2 separate regions of the Arabidopsis thaliana genome follow, and region 1 is linked to region 2. A link is a contact called in public targeted proximity ligation data. All regions are on one chromosome and are shown on one strand. The core of a region is the stretch at or near the end of the contact, and the rest is flanking DNA. Distances in the headings are between cores, read along the strand shown. Region 1 holds the start of ROP2 (RHO-related protein from plants 2). Region 2 holds the start of APS2 (Pseudouridine synthase/archaeosine transglycosylase-like family protein).

Region 1 (5,499 bases), core at 1,564-4,063, 50 kb after region 2:
TTGTTTATGACTGGGAACAGGTAAAACCAGTTTGTGAATTGGCTTGTTTCAATAATTGCTGGAGATAATTTGCCTTATGTACACTTGATATATTTCAGGTTGGTAAACATGATAAGATAGGAATGAATGTGATTCAACTCAAAGACCTTACACCAGAGGAGCCAAAACTCATGACACTCGAGCTCTTAAAATCCATGGAACCAAAAGAGCCAGTTAGCGAGAAATCGCGTGGACAGCTCGTGGTTGAAGTCGAATATAAACCTTTTAAGGATGATGATATTCCAGAGAACATTGATGATCCAAATGCAGTAGAGAAAGCACCAGAAGGCACACCTTCTACTGGTGGCTTGCTTGTGGTGATAGTTCACGAAGCTGAAGATCTAGAAGGCAAATATCACACTAATCCTTCTGTTCGTTTGCTATTCAGAGGAGAAGAGCGTAAGACAAAGGTATATATAAAACTTCTCTTAAAACTCAAAATGGAAACATATGAGAGGACATCAAATTTTACACATTTTGGTTTGATTTTGTAGCGTGTGAAGAAAAACAGAGAACCGAGATGGGATGAAGATTTTCAGTTCCCATTAGATGAGCCTCCCATAAACGATAAGCTACACGTTGAAGTCATAAGTTCTTCTTCAAGACTAATTCATCCCAAGGTAGAAACAAAATCAGATCTCTCTTTAAAGATTGCATCAAAATCGTATCTCTGAGAAAGCAAAAACTAACATTTTGATATATGATTTGATCAGGAAACTCTTGGTTACGTGGTGATAAATCTTGGGGATGTTGTGAGTAATCGGAGAATCAACGATAAGTATCATCTGATTGATTCCAAGAATGGTCGTATTCAGATTGAGCTTCAGTGGAGAAATTCTTCTTGACTTCAAAGGTTCGTGTTTTCTTCTCTTAGGGTTCACGAAACAACACTTTTTGTTTGCCTTCCTTCCTATGTACGTAAAACTTCTATATTTGTTGCATGTTGGTTGCTATGGCTCGATTCGAAGAATAATGGGTTACACAGTATAATGGGCCACGTATAAGCCTTATAGTTCATATGGATTTTATTGTTTGGACCTTTTGGTTTATTTCTTGTGACATTTTCTGATAGTTTTTTTTGTCGTTTCTGAATTATTTTGCAGCTTATTGGATTATGGCAATAGTGATTATGGATTGTCTTTTTCATCTATTTCTTAGAGAATTCTGGTCAGTAATTGAATTATTCTATCAAAAAGGAAAAAAGATTTTTGAACAGAAAAGAAGTGAAGTTAGTTAATAAAGAGAGATTGGTCACTGGTTGGTGAATACTGAATAGTTGGTAAGCTACTAAGCTTAACTTCTTTGATATCATGATTTGGTTAATTCATACTTTTCGTGTACAATTTAGTGGTTTGTGCTACTATCATTGAATGTGATTATTTAAATCCAAATCCACATGATAAATGTTTATTAAAAAAATTATGAGTGGTTAAATTAACACATAATTTTGTACGATTTATCACGGTCATTTGATAAATATTTGTGGATAACTTTATTACATTTCTAATTTTCATTATTAAACTCAGTAAGCATATAATCAATATAAGCAATTTCTTTTTTGGTCAGCAATATATATATATATATATAGTCTTATGGAATGAAAAAGTTGAAAATAACACATGATGGCAATTAGCTACTAATTCATCAAGTTTGACAAATAATTATAAGAAGCTACCGTCTGGTGTGATTATGATTAGGTGATGGGACAATCAGTGACGTGGTGGATCGTTAGTGGATTGATTTAGTTAGAGTTGGGCACGTCCCATTGGACTCTAGTCGCCTATGTTTCGTAATCCGAGGGGAATCGAAAAGAGAAAATAAGTAAAAACATCATAAATAAGACATTTATGAATCGTGCCGGCACGTTCTTGATGAGTGAGAGTTGCCAAATCCAATGATTAAAGATTTCATTCATGCCTCTTCGTATTTTGCTTAAGTCTCTCTCGTATGCCATTTTTTTTTTTTTTTTGCTATACTATAAAGTCTATCTTAGATCATTTGAATTTACCTCCCTTGATACATTACATACGAGAGAACTGGCAGTTGTAGAAGATGTTGTGAATGGGAGTCTTATAACTGGATATGCGGATTCAAATTCGCTAGCTAAAGAAAGTTTTTATTTGAAGAAAATCTATAGTTTTGAGACGGTATAATATTTTACCAATTACTATTTGTAAAATAATCGATACATGGTTAAACTAAGTAAGATAACAACTTTTAGTTGTTGTTTTGGTGAAATGATAAACTTCTATGGAATTCTTATCTTGTTTTGGTAGGTACCAAGAGGATTAGACAGATAAGCGACTTCGTTTACTGCTAATATTGATAATCAAAACTTCGTTAGCTATGTTTTAATAAAGTTGTGAACAAAAAGAATGTTATGGAAAACTGCTCAAAACTGGATAAGTCTCATGCCAGTAAGAATCAAAGTGGCAGTGCAAGTCCAAAGACACAACACACTAGGATTTTGAAACTTGCATTGTTCAGACAATATATGATAGTTCAAAATATTACCTTACTAAGATTTCTCTAGGCTTCATGTCAATGATTTAGTCCAAATTTAAGAGACAATTTTAACTCAAAACAACAATGAAAATATGTATCACAATAAAAAAGTGTTAAACGAAATATATTATTAAAAACATTTAAAAACTGTTGAGAAACCAAAGAGATAATACAAAAACATTCATGACAATTGTATTTTTCTTGTTGTTTAAAAAAAACTGACAGATCTTCTCCATTTCAAAATTCAAAATCCGTGACATAAAAGAAAAGAGACTTTCAAAATTTTGAAAAAAGAAAAATAGAGGTGAAAATAAAAAGTATAATATAAATAAAAGGGGAGTGAGTGTATATGATAAGGAGGTGTTTGGTGCTGTTCTCTTAGCTGTCTCAGAGTTGTTGTTTTTCTACTAGTCCCCTCCTCCTATAGGCTCCTCTCAAAGTCATCTATCAACCGCCAAATCAACCTTCTTCTTCTTCTTTTCCTTCTCTCTTCGATTCTTTTTCGAATTTGGGTGATTCTCAGATTCACAAGCTTTTAGAGCTCGAATTTGATTGGCGAGCTAGAAATGTCGAGGTTTTGAGGAAGAAGCAACCACAAAAGAGGATTGATTTTAAGGGCTTTTTTGTTTGTTTCCGATCTTGCGGCAGAGATGGCGTCAAGGTTTATAAAGTGTGTGACCGTCGGAGATGGTGCCGTCGGAAAAACTTGCATGCTCATTTCTTACACTAGCAATACTTTTCCTACTGTAAATCTTTCCTCTCCTATTTCAATATCTCTTCGGTTTCTTATTTTTTTGTTGAGCTCGTTGCAAGAGTAGATTAGTGATCTGCAAGGTTTTTGCAAATTGGATTCAGGTGTAGATTTTAGGTCATGGAGCTGTATACTAGAAATTGATCAATTTCGTTACAACTTTTTTTGTTTTAAGACTTTGAGAATCTAGGCCAAAGTATTGATCTTGAAGCTACTGTGTTTTGTTTTTGCTTTTTATAAAGGATGATTTTGATTATAAGGTGTAAATCTGTGACTTGTGATTGGTGTTTCAGGATTATGTGCCAACTGTTTTCGACAACTTCAGTGCTAATGTGGTTGTTGATGGCAACACTGTCAATCTTGGATTGTGGGATACTGCTGGTAATTCTTTCGTTTCACCGTTTGGGATTTTCCTTTTGTTTCGGTTGTTTTTGACTTAGTTTGTGTTTGTGGGGTTTGTTAACAGGTCAAGAGGACTACAACAGGTTACGACCTTTGAGTTACCGTGGTGCTGATGTTTTCATTCTTGCTTTCTCTCTTATTAGCAAGGCTAGCTATGAGAATATAGCCAAGAAGGTTTGTCTCTCTTTTGCTGATAAATCCTATACAGTTTGTGTTGATGAGTGATCTTATTTGATTTCGTTCCTCCTCTCTCAGTGGATTCCTGAGCTCAGGCATTATGCTCCTGGTGTTCCCATTATCCTTGTTGGGACAAAACTCGGTAATCACACACTTTCCCTATTGAACTGATCATGCTATTTTTTTGACTGAAAGATCTGTGGTTACGTTCCTACAAGCCTTGTGACACCAACGAAGTTGTTAAGTTTTCTTGCAAAATTTGATTGTTAAGTCACTGGTATTTGCTGCAGATCTTCGAGATGACAAGCAATTCTTTATAGATCATCCTGGTGCTGTGCCAATTACTACAAACCAGGTACATATCCTTTTAAACGAATAGTCTTGCAATGATTGCCAGTTCTTAATAGAATTGTCTGATGTTGTTTTGAATGATGCAGGGAGAGGAACTGAAGAAACTGATTGGATCTGCTGTCTACATTGAATGTAGTTCAAAGACACAGCAGGTATACATAACAAATCGCTTGTCCTGTTCCTCACTGTTTGCAATATTTGATCTTATCAAGAGGGTGAGCTTTATTTCTTTCCTTTTGGTGTTTCTGCAGAACGTGAAGGCAGTGTTTGATGCAGCTATAAAAGTGGTGCTTCAGCCACCAAAGCAGAAGAAGAAGAAAAAGAATAAGAACCGTTGCGCGTTCTTGTGATAAGAAAAACCTCTAAGACTAGGTAAAACCAACTAAAGAAAGAAGCAGAAGATGATTTCAACTATTTGATTCGGCCCATTTTAATATGATAATTTCGACGTGAAGGGAGACATTTCTAGTAGCTTTTTTGTATAGTTGCTAAAACGAGCTTTGTTGTTGTTGTGTCTTTTACTCTTTGCTGGTGAATCTTTCGAGTCCACAGACTAAGAGACCGTGTGTTGTACTCTTGCTATGTAGACTAATCTCTGTCTCTCTTCTCTTTTGTTCTTGAGGATCATTTTGTATTAACAAATGAATCTAATTAATATTTGCAACGTTTATTTTGTTTTTAAGAGCTCTTGTTTTCTGCTTCTTTCCCACAAGATGTATATTCATGTGATCTTACCAAGCATCATGCTTAAAGAGATCTTTCTCCAGCTGCCTAAGCAAGAAGTTAAACTGGGGAACGGCTAAACCAGTCAACTTCTTGCAAGAAATTGCTTATTTAAAAGTAGCCAGCTTTTGCAATCGCATTGATCAATTCAACCAAAAACTTCCAGTTGACAAAAATCATGTAGACGATAGTTTAGTAAGTGGAAACCATGATTTTTGATTAGTGTCAAAAATACAGAGATCGTTCAAGTATCATAGATCACTGTGATTGTTACAATGATAACTGTACAAAGCTAAGGCCTAAGGCTAAGCTGAGAAAGAACAAAACAATATGGGACCTAAAACGGGACAGTATATGGTAATGAAAAAATTCCAACTTCAGACAATAACATAGCTCTAGGCAAAGAGGAACAATCTCTTGACGTCTGCAAGCTCATGATCGTGTCTTCATCAGTCTTATAAGAAGACTTGGCAGAAGAAACATTTTCTTTCCGACTTGTTCCAAAAAGCCAGTCATCGCTGCTGCTATCATCTTCCTCCAAGGAAATACAG
Region 2 (5,843 bases), core at 351-2,850:
TCAAATAATCAAGAAACTTTGGTTTTGCAGTCAGAATCGATTTGTGTTACCCTAAATGGAAGAATATTGAGTTTCTCAAGTCCAGGGGCCATGCTTAAGACTCTCTTTCCATGATCAGGATCATATAGATCTCTCTTCTCAGTAGGGTGGCCCATTCCTGCAGGATCACGACCTACAATGTAGAAATTAGCACCAGCGTTAATCCTTGCCTTGGCGTGCCATTGAACTTCAGTTGGACCAGCATAGTGCATCGGTGACGGAAAGATCGAGACAATAGTAGTCTTCGGGTCAAGAACTCCATCTTCTAGAACCTACACATCATAAGCAAATCAAATCATAATCTCTCTTTACAACAAATTCTTTATGAGGAAAACGAACTCGGAAACAACAGCAAATATGCACCTTGCTATGTTGTTCCATTCTAACATCAAGAGGAACATCATCAGCTTTAGTGAAACCTCCTAAAGGATGAAGCAAGAGAACAGGGTTCTTGTACCCCATTTCCAAAAGCCTTTTCCGTGTATCATTCATCAACAGAGCATGTCCATTGTGCACAGGATTCCTTAACTGAAACGCAAAAACAGCATCTGCTTGACGATTATCAAACTCTTCCCTAAGCTGTTTAGGAGAGAGCCTGTAATGATCAAGCCCATCGTTATACTTAATCGGTTCAAAAACTTCTAAATCACCACCAATCAGCCAGTTTCCAGATGGAGTAATATATTCTTCCACATAAGGCAATCCTGGAGAAGTAGTTCCCCAAGTTCTAGCTATCCTTTCTTCCTTATTGTGTTTGTAAATCTCCACACTACAAATTACAAACAAAGACTACACAAATCAACAACATTACATATAAAGCACCTAACAAAGTTCAAATTTTTATACACATATACCTTCGGAGAGAACCAATGATATCTCCTTGAGGGCAAACAAGAGCAACATTCTCAGATGATCCGATCTGTTCCTTAGTATCATCATCAATAGCAAGAACAATAGGAAGAGACATGTTCACAAAAGTCCCATTTTTTAACCTAAGAGAATTAAAATGCAAACTTTGCAAATACTCATCTTCTCTCATGAACCCTTTTAAAGGACTAGCCCAACCTTCACTAATCACATGAACCCACTCAAGATCAATCTGATTCAGCTTCACTTTAGGCATCGTCTCTGATTCAGCTTTCTTCACTCCAATCTCAGTTTCCGGTACAATCAATTCCACCAATTCACCACCGTCGGGATCAATCAACGAGCTCTTAACAGTCATTTTCGAAACAGATTGCATTGTTAGGTTTCGTTTATAGACCAAATTGAGAAAAGGGTTGTTATTAGAAGAGGAAAGGAAGGAGATTTGGTTGGTGAAAGAGGATGGTTTTGAGTTTCTAGGTTGGAAGAGAGTGATGTGAGAAACGTAAGAGGATCTGATCATAAGAGACATGAATCTTGTTGAAGATAGCTACTTTGGGACAAAAGCGAGAGAAGTGGAGAGTAGAGAGTGAACAGTGAAGGTGAGATTAGGAGGAACATGTTGGAGGAGGAAGAAGAAGATCCACACGTTATTCCACTTTTGGCTCCTTTGCTTTTTTAGTTGCAGGAACTTTTTTGTTTGTGGATGTGATTATTATTGCCTTTTCTGTGAAATGTCTTTTTCACCCTTTGTTTTTCTCAAGATGGGCCCTTAGGGACCATTAAGGTTTAATCATTTGATTCGGCCCATCAATCGATATTTGTACAACTTTTCGTGGAAGAAAGGTAACTTGGGAAAGTTCAATTCAAAACCCTAAAGTTTTTGAGCCACCAATGAAGAAGAATAAGGTGCCAACAGAATTGATTTTTTCACTTCCAAATGATTTGTTAGTGAACATCTTAGCCCGTGTCTCGAGGTTGGATTATCCAATTCTCTCCTTAGTCTCCAAGCGTTTCAGCTCGGTCCTTACTTTACCGGAGCTTTACCAGACCCGGTCACTAGTAGGTCTTACCGAGAATTGTCTTTATGTGTGCTTACTGTCCTCTCGTGCTGACCGTATCCCTAGCTGGTTCAAGCTTTGTCGGAGACCTATCCTAGCCAGTGACACTAGGAAGTCAAGTGGGTATGTTTTGGCAACAATACCAATTCCACATTCTCCTCCTTTGCACAGGTCAAGTCTCGTGGCGGTTGGTTCTAATATCTATAACATTGGCGGATCCATCTCCCAATCCCAGTCATCTAGTGTCTCAATCCTAGACTGCTGGTCTCACACGTGGCTCGAAGGTCCAAGCATGCAGGTGGAGCGGGAGTACCCATCAGCCAGTTTACTTGATGGAAAGATATACGTAACAGGAGGCTGTTATAAACACTACAATCCATCAAACTGGATGGAGGTTTTCGATCTATAAACCGAAACTTCGGAGCCTGTGTTGAGCCGTGCAGGTAGGTTGACGTTTCATGGCTGTGGTGATCAAACTGATAACGTAGTGGTTGATGGAAAGCTACACAGTTGTGGTGGGTATAAGGGTGTGGCTTACAACCCCAATGATGGTAGATGGGATAGTTTAGGATCAGAGATGAATTTGGGTCTGAAATGGTCTTCATCTTGTGTGATAGAGAACGTGATTTACTATTATTATCACAATGAAAATATCAAATGGTATGACACTAAGGTAAGATCCTGGAGAACTTTGAATGGTTTGAAAACACTACCTAGGTTTGCTCGTTATGCCAATGTTAGGTTGGCAGATTATGGTGGGAAAATGGCACTTTTTTGGGACAAGTTTACTGGTTGTGGCAATCAGAATAGGATGATTTGGTGTGCGATTATTGCTCTTGAAAGACGCAATAATGAAGAGATTTGGGGGAATGTCGAGTGGTCTGATGCAGTGCTTCCGCATCAAGTTCCTATGGCCTATGTATGTGAGTATGTTGTTGCTGTCAACGTTTGATGAATGGCATAAGAGATACACTTGAATGTGGTGAATCTTTAGTATGATACATGTGGAAACTTTCTAGCACATCTAACATATATTACTATATGCAATACAAAACCATATACATGAAAGCAGGTTCATACATTAATAGAATGACCAAGCGAATAAGGTGTGTGATTCTAATTAATAAAAATCTCATTTAAAAAGATTCTACCGAGGAAGAAGTAGTAACCAAACTCGACAAAAGACCAACAACAAGAGCACTGTTATAAGTGCTTGGCTCATTTTGCATAGAATTGTTCCTTGCGTCTATAAACGTGTCATTCAAAAACGGTCCACCAACAAGTGCTCCATAAGCTACATTCGGATTTGGTTCATCCGAGTTAAGCCACTTAAACCCATCTTTGCATCCTGTGGTTGCATCAGCTGGTATTGAAGCTCCTCTATGATGCACAAATTCTGGATATTTCTCACCATATCCCACCAAATAGCTCATTTTCTCCGGATTTTTCCCTAACATGTAATCAGCCTGCACATTATATATGCATATATCAAGTTACAGTATTATACGTTTAATTAAGAGGAAAAATAAGAAACCAAATTAATATGCATATGGACCTGAGATCTAGCGAATTTTCTGAGATCTGAAGGTTTAAAGGATTGGTCACTGCAAGATAGTTCCTTAACACCAGAGGTGAGCATATAGTCACTGTAGAGTGTAGCTAGAAATGCAGAGGACACAGGGTGTTGCAGGGCATTCCATTCACTTACCCATATTAGACCACCTTTAATATCAAAACAAAATCAAATGAGATAATTAACAATGATTCAGTGAATGGTGTAACGTGAGATGTAAGGAAAGTACCATCGGTTCTACTAGATGTAGCAGTTGGTGAGCTTGGTATAAGCCCACACATGACAGCTTCTGCTGTTTCTTTAAAACCTTGAAGTCCTTTGCTTCCTGATAACCCTTTTTTGAAAAAGGTTAATCTTGATAATAGTATCTGCAAATGTATTAGATAAGTCACAAAATGTTATAATCAAACAAACATGAATCATGATTTGTAAAGAAGTGTCTTGTTCTTTATACATGTGTTCCTGGAAGCTTGTTGTCCCAACTAAACCATGATGGACTTCCAAAATTACCAAACTCTTCACCATTTTCCGACACAAAGTCAAGATATGTTTGATCCTCTGTTGCATGGTACAACCATGAAGCTGCCCAAAGAAGCTCATCTCCATAACCAGTTGAGTTATAATAAGACTGAACCTCAGGTATATTAACACTGTAAGATCCTCTGTTATTATCCGCAAAATCGAACAACTGCTTCGCATGTTTCAAAAGCGTGCTTGAATACTTGGTATCACTTTCTTTAAAGACTAAAGATGCTGCAGCCATAGCTGCTGCTGTCTCTGCAGCAACCTCAGTCCCTGGAGTCTTTGTATCAATCTTAGTAAGAGTTCTCTTTCTAGTCATTGTTTCTGGTCTATCCCAACATTTATGATCCGTCACTGGATCTCCCACCTACAATGTTAAAGTCAGTAATATAACTTGAGAACTTATGAAAGATTTGTGTGTTTGATCACTACCGTGTACCTGAATATAGAGGACATTTGGAGAAGGATGAGCATTGATGAGAAAATCAGTAGTCCATTTGAGAGAGTCTTTAGCATGATCCAGTAAGTTCAGAGAAGCCATTTGATCACCGTATTCAAGAATGGACCATGAGAGAACTGTAGCAGTGAAAGCCATTGGGAAACCAAACTTCATGTGATCTCCAGCATCGTACAAACCTTTCGAAAGATCGATACTTGCTTCGCTTCCATCTTTAAGACCTGAATCTCCTCTCCATGATATCTCGTTGTTTTCAAGCTTACCAGCTACATCAAAAAACATGAAATTAATTTGTGACAAAAGCATAAACAAATAATCTCATTGAAGAATCGTTTACATTTCTGGATATCGAAGAATTGCATAGCGATCTTGAGAGCATTAGCGTAGTTTTTAACATTGGAGCCATCATCATCGGAGTGGTTTGATCTATGTCTGATTGTGAAAATGACAGCGATGATTATAGCGATTAAGATGATAACGCCGATGAACACACTACAACAACAACATCTTGACCTTGGTTTCGCCACCATTTTGTTCTAAAAAGAAAAACAGAGCTAGATAGATCTCAAAATGTCAATGGAGATACATTTTAGAGATGGCAAAAGTTTTGGCTAGATCTAGAGATTCGAGAATGACGACGATTCAAGAGAGGGAAGTAACAGATTTTGTCTAAATAAGGAAATTGTGATTAGGACACCGACACTGATCAATCAAACCAACGCGGGACGAGATCTGTTTCTTTTATGGTGTTTTCGTAATTACGGAAGTAACCTTGCCTGGGAAGGAAGCAATGTGGAGAGTACAAGGTCCCTATTGGTAGTTGTGGTGATGTTTAATCCTTTTTTGGGTAATACTTACCTGTAAAATTCATTACGAATCATTCATTAGTCAACTCCAACAACCACGTCTTTTATTTAATTGTTATGGGAAACAGATATTTACTTCCTATAAATATACCAATATTCAGATTATAAACTAGATACTAGGATTGTGATAGTCTTTGAAAATAAATTTTGTATTTGATTGTGACTAAAGAAAAATTCAATATGATAAGAGTGATAAGTGATGTCATATAAACTCACGGGCTAGTTACGGATTTAATGGGTCAGATCACTTAATTTCGGCCCATTAAGGCAGTTTTTTTTTAATTATCTGCCACGTGACAAAAATTTGGACACCAAATTGTGCCAAGATTCCAAGTTCACTTTTTGCTAATTAATTTTGAATTACAAATTCGTAATACTTAACATAGCATTATAGTACAATTTGTTGATCCAAATAGAGTTTATTGTTTGTTCTAGAGTGAGATTGGTTTCCAGATAAATCG

The links.
Region 1: a contact with region 2 is called in a targeted proximity ligation map of shoot, with 10 read pairs. A contact is called at or near these places in 1 of 26 Hi-C or Micro-C datasets (vegetative nucleus) and 1 of 2 datasets of targeted methods (shoot).

The regions. Positions count from the first base shown.
Region 1 is chr1:6,964,029-6,969,527 of TAIR10.1, forward strand. It overlaps ROP2 (RHO-related protein from plants 2), which reads left to right and starts at 2,814. Exons shown (of 7, transcript NM_101863.4): 1 at 2,814-3,290; 2 at 3,589-3,676; 3 at 3,762-3,871; 4 at 3,953-4,016; 5 at 4,165-4,229; 6 at 4,312-4,377; 7 at 4,477-4,981. The coding sequence starts at 3,195. The coding sequence ends at 4,575. SYTB (Calcium-dependent lipid-binding (CaLB domain) family protein) reads left to right here. Exons shown (of 14, transcript NM_001332437.1): 10 at 1-20; 11 at 99-449; 12 at 534-659; 13 at 753-892; 14 at 1,143-1,415. The coding sequence ends at 884. AT1G20100 (DNA ligase-like protein) reads right to left here. Exons shown (of 3, transcript NM_101864.3): 3 at 4,997-5,499. The coding sequence ends at 5,286.
Region 2 is chr1:6,915,223-6,921,065 of TAIR10.1, forward strand. It overlaps APS2 (Pseudouridine synthase/archaeosine transglycosylase-like family protein), which reads right to left and starts at 1,601. Exons shown (of 5, transcript NM_101847.4): 1 at 894-1,601; 2 at 403-808; 3 at 51-311. The coding sequence starts at 1,435. AT1G19930 (Galactose oxidase/kelch repeat superfamily protein) reads left to right here and starts at 1,798. Exons shown (of 2, transcript NM_101848.1): 1 at 1,798-2,323; 2 at 2,408-2,916. The coding sequence starts at 1,798. The coding sequence ends at 2,916. GH9B5 (glycosyl hydrolase 9B5) reads right to left here. Exons shown (of 7, transcript NM_001332419.1): 2 at 4,854-5,374; 3 at 4,499-4,782; 4 at 3,992-4,426; 5 at 3,767-3,905; 6 at 3,520-3,686; 7 at 2,948-3,430. The coding sequence starts at 5,046. The coding sequence ends at 3,101.